Linked DNA regions of Mus musculus: region 2 is linked to region 1. Evidence: chromatin contacts called from public HiChIP or PLAC-seq data. All regions are on one chromosome and are shown on one strand. The core of a region is the stretch at or near the end of the contact, and the rest is flanking DNA. Distances in the headings are between cores, read along the strand shown.

What was found. HiChIP or PLAC-seq counts read pairs in DNA pulled down with a chosen protein or histone mark.
Region 2: a contact with region 1 is called in an HNF4G HiChIP or PLAC-seq map of pancreatic cancer cells. The contact joins two enhancer-like sites. A contact is called at or near these places in 1 of 15 datasets of contacts at CTCF or cohesin (embryonic stem cells), 31 of 484 Hi-C or Micro-C datasets (the AML12 cell line, the C2C12 cell line, CD4 T cells and 24 more), 10 of 115 datasets of contacts at active chromatin or transcription factors (the HPC-7 cell line, SST interneurons, T-cell acute lymphoblastic leukemia and 5 more) and 5 of 9 other capture datasets (adipose tissue, bone marrow-derived macrophages, embryonic stem cells and 2 more).

Annotation. Positions count from the first base shown.
Region 1 is chr7:139,283,911-139,287,062 of GRCm38.p6, reverse strand. All of the region lies in intron 2 of Gm32486 (a long non-coding RNA gene), which reads left to right. Among named protein-coding and RNA genes, the nearest start is that of Gm51504, 6.7 kb to the right of the region's middle. Within about 2 kb of position 1,577, at least 32 of the 459 cell types and tissues checked have an H3K27ac peak or open chromatin away from gene starts, as enhancers often do. A contact at or near this core is called in pancreatic cancer cells, where this site is marked.
Region 2 is chr7:139,476,334-139,479,485 of GRCm38.p6, reverse strand. Inpp5a (inositol polyphosphate-5-phosphatase A) reads right to left here. Exons shown (of 16, transcript NM_001127363.1): 3 at 1,391-1,491. Among named protein-coding and RNA genes, the nearest start is that of Gm46004, 89 kb to the right of the region's middle. Within about 2 kb of position 1,530, at least 27 of the 459 cell types and tissues checked have an H3K27ac peak or open chromatin away from gene starts, as enhancers often do. A contact at or near this core is called in pancreatic cancer cells, where this site is marked.

The DNA.
Region 1 (3,152 bases), core at 328-2,827:
AGATGGGGTTCTCTGTGTAGCCCTGAATGTTCTGGATCTAGTTCTATAGACCAGGCTGGCTTTGAACTCATAATGATCCACTTGCATCTCCCTCCCAAGTGCTAGGATTAAAGGTGTGCACTACCACTGCTCATCTTCCTTTACCTCTCTTTCTTCCTTCCTTCCTTCCTTCCTTCCTTCCTTCCTTTCTTTCTTTCTTTCTTTCTTTCTTTCTTTCTTTCTTTCCTCTCTCTCTCTCTCTCTCTCTCTCTTTCTTTCTACGTTTCTTTCTTTTTTAAAAGAATTATTTATTTATTTTATGTATATGAGTACACAGCAGCTATACAGATGGTTGTGAGCCTTCATTCGGTTGCTGGGAATTGAATTCAGGACCTCTGCTCGCTCCGGCACTGCTTGCTCTGGCCCAAAGATGTATTATTATATGTGAGTACACTGTAGCTGTCTTCAGACGCACCAGAAGAGATCAGATCTCATTACGGTGGTTGTGAGCCACCATGTGGTTGCTGAGATTTGAACTCAGGACCTTTGGAAGAGCAGTTAGTGTTCTTAACCACTGAGCCATCTCTCCAGCCCTCCCATTACCTTTCATTAGTGAATCTCTGAGCTGTTTCTCAGGGCTGATTTCCTGGAGAGTTGATAGCCGGGTATGCACATATATGTGAACATTTGTACACATACACATACACACTTATGTACATCTTGCCCTGGGCAGAAGCAGGGCTGTTTTGCATAAGAAGCACAGGCAAATTCTTTCAAAGCCTGGCCCTTGCATCCCTGTAACCCGCAACTCCCTGGATGAGAGGTTGTCCAAGAAAAGAGCCACAGACTGGTGTAGACTGTTCACCAGGAGACCACTTAAAAACAGGATTACTTATAATAGTCAAATCTGAAAGCCATCTAAATTTCCAACCATGGAAGTCAGATTATGTAACTCTCTGCACCCACGCAGTGGAATGCCAGGGGTCACTCAAAAGGGCCCAGGGTAAGAATCAGCTACTGTGGGAAGATGCCTCCCGTGTGTGGCATTTGGGGATAGAGCAGATTGAGAGGGAGATACCAGCGCATGACAGTTGGCTCCTTAACCTTCTTCACACCTCTTTTGCAATGGATCAAAGCCTGGGGGGTGGGGGGGGTGCTACTCAAGTCGCGTGCCAACACCTGGCGGTCACTAAGTAAGGAAGCTTGAAGTCTCCACTCTGCTCCCTGCTCCTGAAAGAGAAAAAAGGAGGGGGAGCGGCGGGGCTTAAAAGGACAACCACTCCGCGTGGGAGGATCGGGGAAATTGCTTTTACTTAACTGACATTTCACTGTGATTTTCCCACTGAGCGTATGTCACTCTTAATGTTCTAGAGGAGGAAGGGAAATGCCATGGCTCTCATTGCAACACCACGCCTGCCATTTCCTTTGCGATTTGGATAGAACGTTCCCTGCAGGGGTCTTTCCAGAGCATCTTTGTTTCCTAGCCGTCCATGTTCTACTTTACACTGGAGCCTTAGCAATGACTTCACCTGGAGCCAGGAAGTGCCTAGAACACCCTCCCTGAGGGACACATTCCAGCAGGGTGTGCCATCGGTGGTGACTCAGTACATAATAACCGAATGGACAACTGGGACTCCTTAGTAAGAGTCGGCCTAAACAGTCCTGTTTGTGTAAACAAACCTCAATGCTTGAAGTAAAATGATGTTGTATTCAGATTGTTTCAGCTGCCTTCACACCACACACACACACACACACACACACACACACACACACACATACACACACATACCTATATGGCCCCAAAAGAAATATGCCAAAGTGGTTAACTGATTTAATCTCTAGTGAGTTGAATGTGGGTAATTTTACTTTTCTTTTAGAATGTTTCCTTATGTTTCTTTCCTTTTTTAAAAAAAAAGGGTTTATCTTTAGTTATACGTGTGTGTGTGTGTGTGTGTGTGTGTGTGTGTGTGTGTGTTAGATTAGATCCCCTGAGCTAGGTGGCTGTTCGTCACTGTGATGGTTTGTATATGCTTGGCCCAGGGAGTGGCACTATAAGGAGGTATGACCTTGTTGGTGTAGGTATGTCACTGTGGGCCTGGGCTTTGGATGAAGATGCAGAACTCTCAACTACTTTAGCCACACATGTGCCTGGATGCTGCCATACTCCTGCCTTGATGATAATGGACTGAACCTCTGAGCCTGTAACCAGCCCCAGTTAAATGTTGTCCTTATAAGAGTTGCCTTGGTCATGGTGTCTTCACAGCAATGAAACGGTAACTAAGACAGCCACTGGACATGGGGGAACTAAGCTCAGGTCCTCTGGAAGAGCAAGAAGTGCTGTTAGGTGCCGAGCCATCTCTTCAGCTCCATCCCTCTGTTTCTTGGTAGTTTACAAAGAACAGCAACTTTTTATAATGAGAACAGAGCAACACAAGGGAAGGAAGGAAGGAGGGGCTGGCATTGCTGAGGATTAGCTTGGGCCTGCACTTCTGGGGGCAGGGTCCTTCAGGGCTGCAATCACTGACAGTAATGGTTAACTTGACGGGATCGAGAATCCTGTGGGAGAGCCATCCTCTAGAAACACCTGTGAGAGATTATCTAGATGAGCTCAGCCTCTGAGCATGACTGTACGGAATGGTTTAGGTTACGTCAATTGAGGCAAGGAGCCCCACCTTTACTGTAGGTGAAACCATTCCGTGGGCTGGAGTCCTAGCCTACAGGAAAAGGGGACAGTGAGCTGAGCACTGGCATGCATGAGTCTGCTTCTCATTTGTGGATACAATGTTACCAGTGGCCTCATGCTCCTGCTGCCATTACATCCCCATCATGATGGGCTGTGTCCTTCAAACTGTAACTGAAACACTTCCTCCCTTCCTAACTGCTGGAGGAATTTAGGACAGTAATTTCTGTCACGGCAATGAGTAAATTGATACACTGAAGGATGCCCCAGGCTCCAGGAAGAGGCCTGGCATTTCCTGTGTGGCTCCGGGCAGAACTGATGAAATGAGCAAGCTAGCTGCACACATAGAGTAGCAGTACTACACACAGAGACCATTACCCATTAGGGCACGATGTCTCCCAACAGGAGGAGTCTGGTGTATGAATAAGGTGAATTGAGGTCATGGGTCCATTCTAAACTTCTGTTCCCTGTCCTGCTGTCTGGTACACTGTAA
Region 2 (3,152 bases), core at 281-2,780, 190 kb before region 1:
ATGGCACCTTCCCCCTTCAGATGCTCTGCTGCTCCAGCCCACAAGCCTCTCTCTCCTTTGCCAACTTGCAGTCCTTGGTGTTAACACTAACTTCTGTCAGTGATGTGTGCTGCAGATGGTCTTCATAAGGTAGCTTGGCTCTTCCTTCGTTCAGAATATCTTTCTGTAACAGTATGGCTTTTTTTTAACAGGACAAATGTGTCAATCTTATCTTTCTAAGCTGCAAGTTTTGCACATCCTGAAAGAAATCCTCCCTACCTCAAAGCTACAAAGATCCTCTTCTATATCTCTATCTTCAAATTTTACTTGAGTATAACTAGAATTCATTCTGAGGCAAGGTAGAGTGACATCTTGGGACATGGTGAGGCAGGATCTCTATAAGGAACTTCTCAGCCTGCTGCACCAAGGGCATGCACCATGGAAGACATCCCGTACAGCACGTCTGCCCACCCTTGTTGTTCCACTGCTGCGATGGGAGCCAGTGCTCTGGCCAGCAGAATGCCACCTCAATTTCCTTCTGGGCTGTTTCCGTGCTGCCCTTCTCCCCGTGCCAGTATTAGGAGTGCGTGTTAGGGAGTACGCTTTGGAGCACCAAACTGTCTTGAAGACTACTTGGGAGCAATGTACAGAGTTTTTGATACCCAATCAAGCTCCAAAATCTTGAGTGATGGGAACATAGCACATGTCGCTCGAAAGAAACTCTGCTGTGAACAGGGTGCTTACTCAGTCTCTCTACACACAGTGATGTTCAGGATCTTAGCTGTCACCTGCACGGGCATGTAAGCACTGAAGGAGTACTTCCTTATTTTCTTGTCAAGTTCAGGCCAGATGCAAACAGAAGTAAAGGGGCAAGAAAAAGTGCTAACAAGGGTCGGTGAAGTGGCCTAGTGGGTAATGTCATCTGTTGTACAAGCCTGAAACTTCAATTTGATCCCTGGAGCCCACATAGAAGTGGGAAAAACTGACTCAAAAAAAGTGTTATCTGACCTCTACATGAGCTATGTGGCATGTGCACACACCCCTTACACACATGTATGCATGCACGGAGGCATGAACACTCTCGCGCACGCACATTAAAAAATCAGCAACAGAACCAAGGATAGTGGGAACACCAGAGACCCATGGGGCAGGTAGTGCCTTGAGTGCACTCCAGGAACTGAGGCAAAGCTCAATCCCCAACTGTGTCCATGCCAAGCTGTTCCAATGGAGGGCAGGTTCTAGGAATACCCCATGGGTATTTCTTCTGCACCATTCCCTGTGGTCTACACCTCTCTGGGGAAATTGCAGCTCCCTCAACATGACCCACAGACAAGTTTCAAGGAGTGGCATTCACCACCACATCCCATCCAAAGACCTACCCCACGGTCCACAGGCTCCAGCTGAGACTTACTTGACAAATTTGTCCACATGGGACATGGAGGCCTCGTAGTTTTTCCCTCCAAATTCTTGGCAGTGCAAGGCCATGAAGTGAGGCTTGTGTGTGTGCAGGACCTGGGAAGAAAGCACAGAGTTAGAGCACAAACCACAGCAGGGCAATGAATCATGTGCCTCACCTCAGCAGCCAGGCATCCCACAGACAGCAGGCCAAAGGCCACACCCTGTGTCCACAAGTTCTTTACAGATTCTATGAGTTGCCACCTTTGTGCTGCCAACTGTTTATTTCTAGCCTCTTCCATATTTCCTTTGCAAAGATTCAGAATTTCTAAGAAGCCTTTTCAATAACCTAGAGGCACTCGTCTCTAATTATAAAAAAGCAGTACTATGCTATGGACAAGAAAACATCAGGAAAGTTCTCAACCCATGTCACAACCTCAGCACATCATTAACATTGCTGTGCATACCTGTTGAGAGATTGAGTCCAGGTAACCACGTATGTGGTAGCATGTGCTCCTGTGTATGTCAGAGTGTGACGGCATGTTCTTATGTGCGTGCATCATGCATGCATGCAGAATTGGGTGTCAGCTTAAGTTAGTGTGAGAGCACTGCCTGTGTGCTGTCATGTGTGCATGCATGTATGTGCTCACTATGCACAGGCTCATTCTTAATTCAGGATCACCAAGGCTGGCTTCTAAGCAGACTCCAGTACCCATGCTGTCCATCTTGTGTTTCCCCATAGCCCTAGAAGCTGTAGCCCTATTGTCTAATTTATAGCAGCAGGAGTCTGGCATATGACAGAAACATACCCATGGTCTCATGGGCATTGAGTGAGTGGCACAGCGTGAGCTTGTCTACAGCTCACAACCCTAGTTCTGTCCAACCATTAAGGTTCCTACTTTTCCAAAGCATTGCTGAAGTTACCAGCAAACTTTGCTTGGCATAGGCAGTACAGTGCAGGAAAACCAACCATCTCCTGGGCAGTAAGGTGGTAAGGCACTTGGTTCTGCCCTCTTGGAGCATGGGGAGAGCAGCAGCACCCTAGAGGGCAGATCACTGATGGGAGGCTGAGCCCCAGCAGACATTGAAGAGCTAGTACAAGGGAGGGGGTAAAGGGGGGGGGGGAGAGGAAGGACTTCTAGGAAGGGCTAGAAGGCAGGATCAGAGAAGAAAACACGAAGTTGAGGTTACTATGACCACAGGGCCAAGGTGGTAGCAGGGAAACCCACAGGCAAGGCTGGAAGCCAGTGTATCTAGAGCCAGTCCAGGGTTAGGGGAAAGTCCCCAGGAGTCACAGTTTTCATTTTAGGAACCGAGTTACATAATCATTCTTCAAATCTGGTCTTCAAATCTGGTAGTCTTCATCTAAATTCCAAGTAGCACTTTCCCTTTCTAAGTGAGTTTTTATTGTTTAAGCAAATAGCCTTTCATAGCACAAAGGTCATATTTGAATGACTAGAACTCAAGGGTCAATTACGATCCTACATATCTTCAAAAGAAAAGAATCTAAGATCAACAGCTATGGGCAGTGGAGGAAGAAGCTCCAGGATAGCAAGAAAACACTAGCATAACTGTCAGGCAGGGCATGGTACCAGGCATACTGACCCCTCTCTAGACACTATAGGCACTTCTCAGAAGTCAGACTTGGCCAGAAACTCCAGAAGGAGATATGACCTCACCAGGGCAGAGAACAAGGTAGATCGGACCATGCTGTGGTCATAAGATAACTGTTTAACGTAGACATCATCTGGAAGAGACCTAGGCTCAGGGGGAAAGGC